Regions from separate parts of the Mus musculus genome. Here region 2 is linked to region 1. A link is a contact called in public Hi-C data. All regions are on one chromosome and are shown on one strand. The core of a region is the stretch at or near the end of the contact, and the rest is flanking DNA. Distances in the headings are between cores, read along the strand shown. Region 1 has its middle 13 kb from the start of Gm28703. Region 2 holds the start of A730094K22Rik (a long non-coding RNA gene).

Region 1 (6,353 bases), core at 1,514-4,013:
TCCTTCCACCCTTATCCCACACCCTTAAAATCCATTCCCACACATATTCACCAGGTTTCTGCTTGAATGAATTAGCAAACTCATTAAGCTCCTTCGTAGTGTAGCGAATTTCCTCATGGACTACACTTTCTACCTCTCCTCTAGGAGCCTGTTTTGCTTTGAGTCTGGTTACAGGTCTAGAAGAAACTATTGGTGGGCCTTGAGAAACATCAGTAGTGAAAGTCATTGCTGGTTTATCAGACTCTGCAAAATTAATATCCTCATGTGGGGAAGGCATTATTTCAAGGGGTGGGGCTGTGGGTACTACTTCCTCAGGTGGGGCAAACCCTTGAGAATCTGAGGATTCAAAATTCTCAGCTTCAACATGGTCTTCCCACACATCCCCATCCCATGTTGTAGGATCCCATTCTTTGCCAATTAGAGCCCTTACTTTAACTGTCGACACACTCTGAGGCTGAGACTTGAATTTTCGCTGTAGTTCAGCCAACCTTACAATGAGAGTTTCTGTTTGATTTTCTGCAACTTGAGCTCTATTGCTACAAGAGAGAAGATTCTCCTCAAGGACACACTTAGCAACTTTTAGATCGTTTACTTGTGTCTGGAGACTTTCGATTTTATCACACAACTCCTTCCTTTCATTCATCATTCTTTCCACAGATACTAAGAGCAGCCAGCCAGTAAAATCATTTTCCGATTTTTTCCCCATCTTGTAGAAAGCTTTGTGCACTGAATCACCTAATTCATTAAGAAAATCAAGGGCATTAGCTTCTTTAAGTTCGGAATATAGTTTCAACCATGGGTCTTCAAAATTCTCTGAGCTCCCAGGAGGGAGAGAATCTGGAGAGGTTTCAATAGTTGAAAGTGCTGGTGGATCAACAAGCCAATTCCAGTATTTTAAAAGATTCATCCTTGTACTTCTGTTACTCTAGAACCACTCCTGGTACCAACTTCTGTATTAGTCAGGGTTCTCTAGAGTCACAGAACTTATGGATAGTCTCTAGATAGTAAAGGAATTTATTGATGACTTACAGTCGGCAGCCCAATTCCCAACAATTGTTCAGTCGCAGCTGTGAATGGAAGTCCAAGGATCTAGCAGTTACTCAGTCTCACACGGCAAGCAGGCGAAGGAGCAGGAGCAAGAGCTAGACTCCCTTCTTCCAATGTCCTTATATTGTCTCCAGCAGAAGGTGGAGCCCAGATTAAAGGTGTGTTCCACCACACCTTTAATCCCAGATGAAAGGCGTAGCCCAGATTAAAGGTGTGTTCCTTAAACTCGGAGATTCAATCTTCTGGAATCCATAGCCACCATGGCTCAAGATCTTCAAACCAAGATCCAGATAAAGATCTCCAAGCCTCCAGATAAGGGTCACTGGTGAGCCTTCCAATTCCGGATTGTAGTTCATTCCAAATATTGTCAAGTTGACAACCAGGAATAGCCACTACACTAATCAATTAGTTAATAAAAATAAAATGCATAAAAAGTAGTAGTGAAATGGCCTAGGTGAACATAGGGCATAATGAGGTGGGGAAGGTCTGAGAACGGGGAAACATTCAACATGTAATATATATGTATATGAAAGTTTAAAATATAATAAGCTATATTTTGGTAAAATACTGGTGATCTGAAGGGGAAGTGAGGGATAATGGGGGGAGGGAGGTTTCAGTGGGGATAGGAACTTGAGTATAGAGGCCGAAGAGGGTGGTGGTGGTGGGGGATAACTAACTCTAAAAATGTTTGAAGCCCCCAGTGGTGGTATATGCCTTTAATTCCAGCACTCAGGAAGCAGAGGCAGGCAGATCTCTGTGACTTTGGTGCCTGGTTTACACAGCAAATTCCAGGACAGCCAATGCTACACAGTTAAACTCGAGCTCACAGAAACAAAACAGCAACTAAAAAGTTTGAAAACCTGTATGGAAAACTACTATTTTACAAGCTTCCAGTTGTTGATAAGATGTTTCCTAGGGCCCTGAAAACAATACAAGCTATTGCAATTTCTCTTACTTGATCCATCAGAACTTGATAGTAAGCCCTTATGGCTGAAGACACCATCCATATTGGTCACAGGACATGAAAAATCAAGTCTTTTGCCTGCCTTTTCCTGGCAGACTTTTTCCCTGCTGATCAGCTTTCAGAGACCTAGTAAGTACTATGTAGGCTGCTGGGGGTGGGAAAGCATCAGCAGTCTTTTCCTGGCGACACCATTGTGAGCTGCAATAATGACCATCATGGAAAATATGCCTATAGTGGCAACTGATGTTGGAACAGTAACAACTGCTGCCTTCTCACTGATTTTAATGTTACAGCATGAAAGAAAAAAAATGGACCTGATATTACAGTTCTTGTCAAGATCCCATGCTTGGGGTGCTGCCAGTTTCCAGGAGTAAACCTGCTATTGTTATTTTGCAAATGGACAGCATACCAAAATGTTCTCTAAATTTGTATCTCTGTAATTGTACATTAGCGTAGTTCTCAGACCTCGTCAGAGAAGTTTCTTCCTATAGCGGATGGTGGTTTTGCAGAAACTCACAACAGAGGAAACTACAGACAATAATCGAATGTGGAGGGCTCGTTCCACAAGTAAGACACCTGTTTCAAACACTCCCTCTCAAAGCTCAGGGACCACTGCAGAAAAGGGCATGAGAAGACTGTAAGGGCCATAGGTTGGAAAGAACGAGAGCCAAACGGTCTCCTCTCGGTGACAGGACTGCTGCACTCATGAATATGAACACACAGCAGCTGTGTCTTCCTGGACAAGACTGCCACGTGATCAACCCGGGAAACATTGTAGTGTGGAGTAGAAGGAGACTCATGAGCCCTCACCCTGAGCCGAGGAGCTACGAGGGTGGCTTCTGGGGAAAGGAAAGTCAGTTTTCTTTAAGTGTGTGGATCCCGGTAGGATGATCACGCTTCTTTAGTGAGTGGATCCCGGTAGGTTGAGCATGCTTCTTCAGTGGCTAAGTTACATCGAGAAGTGTGTGGGCAATACAGAATGAAGTCAATGGTCCATTAAACAAATAAGAAAAACAATAGAGAACATTTAAGTTGTGACAATAGGGAGCTGAGGGTGGGTCTGAGAGGAGTTAATGGGAGAAACAGAGGGTTAACCTGATCAATATACATTGTAGAAAAACCTAAAAGGCATAATTAAAATATTTTAAGAAAATAACAAAAAAGAAAATATTGCAGAGTTAATTTAGTGTCAAAAGTTGGAAATAAGCTGAATCTCAAGAAGAAAATGAATTTTTAAAAATAAAAATATACATAGTTTATTTATATAAGTCTATATTATATAAGTATAATTAAAACAGAGATTTGTGGAAAATACTACAAGTCATAATTTTGAATATAGAAGCAAGCCTCAAATGTTATTATTCTTTATATATTAACATTAGAGAAGCATTATTTAATAGTGCTCTTTTGTGTTAACTTAGGAATGGATGACAAAGAATATATCACACAATAGAAATAAGCAAAAAATATTCTAAGCGATTAAATTTTAATTTTATTATTTACATTAAGTTATAAACACAAAGTAATTGTTATTTATCAAGCCCTCAAGAGAATAAATCTATTGAACAAATGTGGTTCAACTCAATATTTAGAATTTAGAATTATATATTTTAATCATTTTGCAATATTTTCCTTGAGAATTGACTCATACAAAATCATTTGTTTTATTTCTTCTCTTAAACACTATTAAAACCAAGAACAAGAATTCTTAAAAACAATAACAGCATGTAAGGGAAAGGCATAAAAAATATTAAAACAAAAGCTGAATAACAGGCACCCGATGAAGTGTTTACAAATTAACTGGAACGGAACAAAACACAATCTGGAATGCATGTGTTTGGAGTTGTCACCAAGATAAAACAGGCTGCTTGACTCAATGCCAAAAGACGAGCTAACCAAATATCAATACTTGGTAAGAAGAGAAAGGGAGCCTGGGAGCAGGGAAGGCTCATGCTGACGGGGCTGTCCTCTTCAGCCACCAACTCCTAATTCCAAAGAGAACAAATCTGGGCTGGTCTGTAAAGAAAGAGCATTACTCTCCACAAAGTAGAGCTCATTGCAGGCAGATCTTACAATCTCTCAGCCTGACTTTCTCTTGCCTTGTTCTTAAATATAAACCAATAACTGTCGGTAATCTGACATCTAAAGGAAAACATGCTAGATAAACAGAAAAACACGAATAGATACTTTGGCATGAAGCAAAGAAATAATTCAAAGTAAGTACTGTGCTAACTGGTTTCTTCATTAAGATGGATTGAAAAGGGATTTAAAAATGGAAGAATATGCCGGGCGTGGTGGGGCACGCCTTTAATCCCAGCACTTGGGAGGCAGAGGCAGGTGGAGTGAGTTGTCTACAGAGTGAGTTTCAGGACAGCCAGGGCTATACAGAGAAACCCTGTCTTGAAAAAGAAAAAAACAAAAAACAAACAAAAAAAAAGGAAGAATATGCTTTTCATCTATAGTAGGAGCTAGTTGCAAGTTTTATTTGGTCTCTCTTTGGTACACTAAACTTTACTCTTCTATTTTTTTATTAAATATTTTCTTTATTTACATTTCAAATGCTATCCTGTTTCATGGTTTTCCTTCTGAAAACACCCTATCACTCCTCTTTCCCTGCTCACCAACCCATCCACTCATGCTTCCTGGCCCTGGCATTCCGCTATCCTGGGACATAGAACCTTCACAGAACCAAGGGCCTCTCCTCCCATTTATGTCTGACTAGACCATCCTCTGCTACATATGCAGCTAGAGCCATGAGATCCACCATGTGTTTTCTTTGATTGGTGGTTTAGTCCCAGGGAGCTCTGGGGGTAGTGGTTAGTTCATGTTGTTTTTCCCCCTATGGGGCTGCAAACCCTTTCAGCTCCTTGGGTCCTTTCTCTAGCTCCTTCCTTGGGGACCCTGTGCTCAGTCCAATGGATAGCTGTGAGCATCCACTTTTGTATTTGTCAGGCACTGGAAGAACCTCTCAGGAGACAGCTATATCAGACTCCTGTCAGCAAGCTTTTGTTGGCATCCACAATAGTGTCTGGGTTTGCTGGCTGTATATGGGATGGGTCCCCAGGTGGGGCAGTCTCTGGATGATCATTCCTTCAGTCTCTGCTCTGAATTTTGTCTCTGTAACTCCTTTCATGTGTATTTTGTTCCCCCTTCTAAGAAGGATCGAAGTATCAACACTTTGGTCTTCCTTTTTGAGTTTCATGTGTTTTGCAAACAGTATCTTGGGTATTCCCAACTTCTGGGCTAATATCCACTTATCAGTGAGTGCATATCATGTGTGTGCTCTTGTGATTGGGTTACCTCACTCAGTAGATATTTAATAAATGTTTTACCTCTGCCTAAAATTAGTAAAATTGATGAGTAATCTCCTCTCCTGTACATAGTAGATATATTTTAATCATTAGTCATTTCAGTGTGAAATTTTACTATTTGATTTCAAATACAAGGAATACTGACATCATTTCTGATCTCTCTGTCTCTCTGTCTGTGTGTCTCTCTGCTTCTCCCTCTTTCAGCTTTTTAAAATGTGTATGTGCATGAGGCTACATGGGTTTAGGTGCACTACATGCAGGCTGAAGCCCATGGAAAACAGAAGATGGCATCAGACCCATTCGAACTAGAGTTGCAGGAATTGCAAGCTGCCTTATTTGGTCATTTGGAATCCAATATGAATGTCCTGGATTAGTGGTTCTGAACCTGTGGGTTGCCCCTTTCACAGGGGTTGCCTAAGATCATCAGAAAACACAGATACTGAGGTGAGAGTGTGGACTACAGAAGCTAACAGTTTCTGGGACAGGCGGAAGCCACACAGATTCTGGGGCAGACCCCATATCGGTTCCACACAACTGGGCACCTTCCCTGCCAGAGGAGAGGTGTCCACCCTGCCCAGGAGGATTTTGCCAGAGCACTTGGGGGAGCCATCTCTGGTAAGGGATCTCTCAGAGATTAGACTGTGTAGGTGAGAGTGCCAACTACAGAAACTACACAGCTTCTGGGGCAGGCAGAAGTGACACAGCTTCTGGGACAGGCCCTGTTTCGGGGCCTTCATCTTCTGCCAGGGGCAGATCTGAAAGCCAGATATCTGTGCACCTTCCTTGCAAAAGGAGAACTTGCCTGCAGAGAGTACTCTGACCACTGAAACTCAGTAGAGATCTAGTCTTCCAGGTCTACTGATAGAGGCTAACAGAATCACGGGAGGAACAACCTCTAACCAGAGACAACTATAACAACTAACTCCAGAGATTACCAGATGGCGAAAGGCAAATGTAAGAATCTTACTAACAGAAACAATGACCACTCTTCATCATCAGAAACCAGCACTCCCACCTCAGCCAGTCCTAGA
Region 2 (6,353 bases), core at 1,244-3,743, 540 kb after region 1:
AGACAAAAATGCTAGTCAAGTGCCTTTATGTTCAAATCAATTAAGCATTTACCTTGATTAATCTGTTTCATAAATAAAATTTTATCTTTAGACTTTTTTTCTTCTAATTCACTTAGCAATAGTAAGCGAACTTGCTGTTTTGAAGGAGAGATTTTTTTTTTAAATGTAGAGCCCATCTTGTCCAGGGTACTGAAGTTCACAAAGAAAAATCTGAGCTTTGTCAAGTCAAAAAGTGAAGTCTTAATGAGACAGTACCAAACTTGCATGGCCCCAAGGAATCAGCTCCAAACTGTATATAGATAACTTACTTATTTGGAGACAACAACAAGCACAAATAAGGACTTTGAAATTTAACACTTTCATAAAAGTAATTCCTTACATCTCTAACACTTATTGATTAAAAACTCCTAATAGCAGCAGACTTTTAGTGTAGTTTTTTTTCCCCTCGAGTTTTAATGTTACACATATAGTCTGGAATATGTGATAGACCCATAAATTTCAGCCCTCTGCACTTAAAATAGCAAAGCCCTCTGGAAAGACTTATGGAACATAAAAGAAGTGCATAAAATAGCAACACTGAAGTTACTGAGTGAGTGCTGGTGAACTACTGTCCTCTTCTCCCAACTATTTCCCAATCCTGTTAACATGGCTTTGGAATTTTAATTAAAAGTCTAGATATGAGCTACTTCAAGCTATAAAATTACAAAAAAAAATTACAAAATGATCAGTGAGGGGAAGTAGTTTTGACCTTGAGCCTTTGTTCTGTTACTTTTATTTACCCTAAATAACATTTCTTTCAAACCTTTTTAAACATTTCAAGTACATAATTCAAGACATTGTTTCATTTGAAGCCTGCTTGTAAAACATTGTAGATTTACTTAAGGTGGTCACTTAAACTCTCCAAAATCTCCTTCAAAAATACATAAATCTTATAAATGTTTTGATCTGCTCATTTTATAAAAATAAGCATTGCATATTTCTGTAGATCAATGTATGTGGTTGCCAAATAATTATTGGCTAAGAAACGAATTAATTTCAAATAAAATGTTCAATAAAATTATCAGAATGTTGACAGAAAACAAGTCTACAGTACTGTGAAAGTTTGAAAACAATATTAAAACCCAGACTATTGTCTTTCTCTGTGTTTGAGTCATTTGCCTTGGATGGTACCTTTCTGGGCATTGCTATAACTACAGTGGCTTGGTATTCTGATCCTGTAAGTACTGGATAAATACATTTTACATTTTTAATCGTGAGGATGATCCTGTATTGTCAAGAACCGCTATTTTTCAACAACAAGTAAAGATTTGTCTAAGTTGCCTTTTTATATGCAAGGTTTTCCATTCAGTTATCTAATTTCAAAGAAATTCATTATGACAAACAGTATTCAAATCACTTGGATTTGCAAAGTGCCTTTTTCGTGTGTGTGTGTGTGTGTGTGTGTGTGTGTGTGTGTGTGTGTGTATTTGCATTTTTTCTAATTTCAGTTAGCTGTTTCTTCAGAAAATCATTTCTCTGTCACCTGTGGCACTGCACTGTGAACCGCATGATTTTCTTCCCTCTGCCCACTTCGAGGAACGAACCCAAGAGAGAATAGGCCTCTCCATGAGTGGCCCTGCTGAAAACGCATCGGTACTGGGACTTGAACGGATGGAATGATTGAAGTTGCTGCTTAAACTAATATAATATTCTGTTTTAGATTAGTTACTACAAACGCTTTTACAAAGAAAACCTACTTTGGATGTTACAAATAAAAAGTTCTATTCCTGAAGCCGAAGTGCAAGGCTCTCCTGTTTATCTTGGCTATGTCTCTGGGGGAACGGGAGGACGGCTAGTCATTCTATCGATCAAGCAGAACTGTGTAGGAGCTCCAGCTAAAGCTCTGGCCGAATGGCCAAGAAGCTGGACTCTAGGTGAAGAAGCAGAAAGTCTGAGTTTACAGGGGTGCTGAAGTCCCTGGCGACATTTCTCGAGAAATGGTACCGATGAGTCTTCCACATTTACAAAAACCAATATCCCCTCAAACCAGGTAGAAAGTTTCATACCTACTTGTACGGGAAGGAAAGTGAGAAGTTAAGTTTCGATGCTTTGAAAAACCGAATCTCTTTCTCTTTCCTTTCCTGCTATGTTCCCAAGGGAAAAGGTGGATAGGACCTGCAGCCAGAGCAGTCTGCGCTTTCTTTGCTACGCCCAGTGCGTCCAGTGCGGGAAGGAAAATTAACGAGGCCCCAGCGGGACGGCTGCGGCCAGGCAAGGGTCCTGCGACCATCAGCCTATGACGTCAGCCGCCATTCTGCCTGCGTCAGGTCCCCAGCAGCCCCCACCCACAGGAGAAGGGGGCTGGCTGGTATTGGGAGCCCAGGGCAAAGGCCCCTTTAACCCCTGGAGGGAGGAAGGGAGCTTAGTCTGTGGTTCCCCAGGAAAGTTGAGTTTCCGCTACTCGGGGACTACTGGCTCCCAGACTGCAACCAAGTCTGGAAACACAAAAGTGAGGGTAGTCTCTAAGGCCACAGTGGGGTGAGTAACTTAGAAAACCAAGCCAGAATCCAGGCAACTTGATTCCCTTTCACTCTCACTGGGGCCAGCATTGGTTTGTACTGATTCCAAAAACTAGGGCCGAAAAAGAAAAGAATGTGATGGTGAACTTCAGGCTGGAGTCACGAACTGGAAGATCTGTCCGGGACCCGCCTCTGGGGGAAATAAACTCTGCTTTCTACCTAACTAGCCAGGAGCTACCCTCCCTTCTTCTTTGCCTGCCTAATCTCTATGGTCAGATTTTATGAGACCCAAATGCTGAAAACTTCTTAGGGAGATAGGGAAAAAATGTTTTATCCAAAAGAACTTTGGCCTTCATGGTGCGGAGGACCTAAATGTAGGTTGCCACCGGTCCAAGACTAATGTCTGAATCTACAGAACTGGGACTGAAAGAGACAATCTATCACAGGCCAGCCCTGATAGGATTTCCTAACTCAAGATTTTTGTTTTGTTTTGTTTTGTTTTGTTTTTTAAGAACAGTTTCCCTCCCTGGAGTTCTTGCTTTTAAAGTTTTTGTTTGTTTTTTATTTAGTGATAGTAGTGGCCTTTCTCGTTTAATTTCCTTTTTTTTTTTTTTTCCATTTTCTACCAAGAGGACTGAAAGGAACGGAGGAAGAGACTTCTTGAACAGATGTGAGTCCTAACACTGCTTACTGTAGTTTTCTCCAATAATAAATCCGGCTCTCTAGAACCAGCCCTGCGCTGTTCCAGCAAAATCTGCCTAGGAAAGACAGCGCTCCAGTGTGCGGAGCTGGCTCTGAACTGCTACACTCCCCAGGGCTTCGGCAGTAGAAGCCGGTGATTGGAAGTTTGCAAGCTCAGATTTCCTTGCCTCAACCTACTTCCAACCTGCAGTACTTTGAACTACAGCAAAAGCGAATTTTCCCCCATCGATGGATACCCGCTAGAGAGATCTGTTGAAGGACCGGGGAAGAAAAGTCCTTCCTGGTCTTGCATCCCCTAAGAGAGTTTTGATGAGGCTCTAATGAAAGGAAAGCACCCCTTTTGTCGCAGTAAATACCAGGGAGCCTCCGAACCCACCAAGCCACTGGCCTTCCTGTCCTGCTTGCAACTTCTCCAGCGGCAGGCTCAATCTGTTAGGCACAAGTTTTTGGGGGGATTTCGTGGCCAGTCTTCCCTATCTGGGTTCCAACGTGTCTCAGCATAAGTTGTTGAAGCAAATTAAAGAAAGTGGAACTTTAAAAAGGCTTTTTAAAAAACCTCTGGTCATGTTTTCTCCATGTGTTTCTGGAAGCTTGTATTACCCTCTAGTATCTCCTGAAAATATGTGGTTACACTCTAATATATCGTAAGATAGTCATATCTTATGGGTATCCGTAACTGTGCTCTGTTTCCCCAGCGTTGCCCCATAAGATTTTTCAGCTCGGAATACATTAGAAACTGATCAGTCTTTTCTATAAGTCGTTGCCTCAAAGTGAACCCGTGGAGGATTCCAGGAATTATTCAAAATGTTTTTTATTTTGTTTTACTTCTTGTTGCTTATTTATTTAAGGAGTTAAGAATGTGTCTTTTACCCGGAATCCTTCATTGCCCTTTTCAGGGCCCTGCCTGACACTCGGTTAAGCCTCGGGACTTAGAAAGATCATTTCCTAGAACACTAATTTAAGCGAAATCTGGACTCGGAGCGTGGGTTTACATGCCCAGCTGGAATGTCTAATGTATCAAATCCTCGTTAACGAACGGCCTGCTCCGTGGCCATGTCAGCCAAAGGTCAGGCCTATGCAACAGGGCAGAGCAGTTCAAAAGCCCTCTTCCAGCCAGCACCCTGATCACCACCGCCCCCATTCATCGCTCACATTTCAATGAGAGTGCACACAGGAGCTCCAGCTAGAAACGCCATGGCTGGTTTTTCTGTGTTTACCCCGCTTCGTTCTTCACATTAGTAAACATGTCTTAATGTAGCTGATTTTTTAAAATTACGAGTTCTTATTTCTCGTAGGAAAGAATCAATATTGGCAGACAAAACAATTGTGAAATTTCCCCTAGAAGCATGTATACTTTAAAAGCTTTTGAGTGACGCACATCTTAAGTCTTAAAACAGTAATAATGATAATTTCACAGAATCCCAATAAAAACATGAGCAAATTTTGGTGGACACCTTTGTGATGAAAAATAGCCTAGGGGAAGTCAGGCAAGTCTCCTGCCCAGTCGTCTTACCCAGCGATAAAAAGCTCTCTCTCTCTCTCTCTCTCTCTCTCTCTCTCTCTCTCTCTCTCTCTCTCTCTCTCTCTCTCTCCCTCTCTCCTCCAGGACCAAAGAGAACCCAGGATCGCTAGGCTGGCACTAGTATCTCACGCCTCATTACGAGGCCAATGTTCTTGGGGCTTCTTTCGGAATACAACCCCGCAATAGCGAAGGTTGCAGGGGCTTGACTGCTCCAAATGGCCCAACTTGGTGGCTTGCGCCTAAGGTCTCGCGCGCTTACACGCAGCAGTGAAGTCCTGTACCTAGGAAAGTGACTTGGGGGCCCGAGAAGAACAGGACTTACCAGATCTAGGGTCTAGATTTCAGACAGCTTTGGCAGCTGATTGAAGCGGGAGTGAATAGAATCATTTCTACCAGTGACAAGCTATTTGGGAAGGGGCTAGGATGCGAACGTGGTGGAAAAGAAAGCGGCAGGCGGGTCGGGGCTTCCTTTTGCTAACTCCCACACCCATAAGCTGAGGCCAGTGTAGACTGAACTTGACCTGGCATGGAGCCGATGACCCCTCTCGAATCTGAGTCTCCGGGGCTCGGGCTCTGACGCCCCCAGTCCTCGGCCTACTAAGTCTGCTCCCAGGCAGCAACGGGCTGAGTCGCATTATCCAGCGATCCCCCCCCCCTCCGACCCCCCACCCCCTCAGTGTGCTGACCTCCAACTCCATTCCGCCCCTCCCCTCCCTTCCTTTAGCCTGCGCCAAATGAGAAGGCTTCTTTGGGCCTTGGTCTTTGAGGAAAGACACCAGAACTCAGGCTGGGTTTGAGCTTTTTCCTCAGCAACCCCTTCGCAGACCTTCGTCACTCACTAGAGGCCCAAGTCTCGCTCCCGGCTGGCCCAGAATTCAAACTTAGAAAAAGACCCAAGTCTCGAGCTTTGGATGGCTTCTGTTTCAAGGATTCTGCACCAACCAGAAGCTGTGAGCGTCTCGGAAAACTAACTGAACCTTTGTGTTCTAACCACTATTTTGAGTGTTCAGGGTGAGTGGCTTTGAGCAGGCTTCCCCGTGGGCTTAACCCTCGGGGGGACAAGGAATGGCGAGGCATACAAAAACCCTACTGCAAATGCTCTCCTCTAAGCAACCTCCATTATGGAGCTGTGAGATTGGTTGAGTGAAAAATGGCATTGAACTATCACGGTAGCTAGGAAGAAAGGCCTTGTCGCGGTAGTGAGGCCTTCAAAGCCTCAGTCGTCTGAGGCAGAAGAGGGTTTGGTTGTGATAGCAGTCAGGTTGAAAGACCAGCATGAGTCGTGCTGGCCCTATAACAGACTTCAGTGTGAACTGGGCAGTGACTCGGGCTTTCGCTGTTGACAGAGCGCGAGCTCCACAAAAATGGCTCTACCTGTTCAGTTGATGGAAGTGTTAGAGGCCATCTGTGCTATCACTGAACAGGGTTTTAATGAAAACACCTAAAAGGAGTAATTCTACAAGTCCATGAAAGAATAGAGTTGTCCCAGCGACCGCTGCTACCCACATCTTTGTGAAGAAACGCTGGCCACTCCGTCCGACAGATTATACAGATGCTCTGAAAATATTCCATAAGCCTCAAAGTACTGCACAATGTACAGGACTCTGCAAATGCCATGAGGACAGAAAACC

What was found. Hi-C and Micro-C count contacts between places; a contact is called where the count stands out from the background.
Region 2: a Hi-C map of cerebellum shows a contact between it and region 1, with 3 times the contacts expected there. The contact joins the promoter of A730094K22Rik here to the enhancer-like site in region 1. A contact is called at or near these places in 3 of 484 Hi-C or Micro-C datasets (cerebellar granule neurons, cerebellum and cerebral cortex) and 4 of 115 datasets of contacts at active chromatin or transcription factors (embryonic forebrain, embryonic hindbrain, embryonic midbrain and 1 more).

Annotation. Positions count from the first base shown.
Region 1 is chr9:90,813,133-90,819,485 of GRCm38.p6, forward strand. No RefSeq gene overlaps it. Among named protein-coding and RNA genes, the nearest start is that of Gm28703, 13 kb to the right of the region's middle. Within about 2 kb of position 2,764, at least 1 of the 459 cell types and tissues checked has an H3K27ac peak or open chromatin away from gene starts, as enhancers often do. A contact at or near this core is called in cerebellum, where this site is marked.
Region 2 is chr9:91,348,735-91,355,087 of GRCm38.p6, forward strand. A730094K22Rik (a long non-coding RNA gene) reads right to left here and starts at 2,494. Exons shown (of 2, transcript XR_379700.3): 1 at 2,050-2,494. It overlaps Gm40546 (a long non-coding RNA gene), which reads right to left and starts at 5,329. Exons shown (of 2, transcript XR_870995.1): 1 at 5,045-5,329. Gm40545 (a long non-coding RNA gene) reads left to right here and starts at 2,432. Exons shown (of 2, transcript XR_870994.1): 1 at 2,432-2,517; 2 at 3,129-3,755.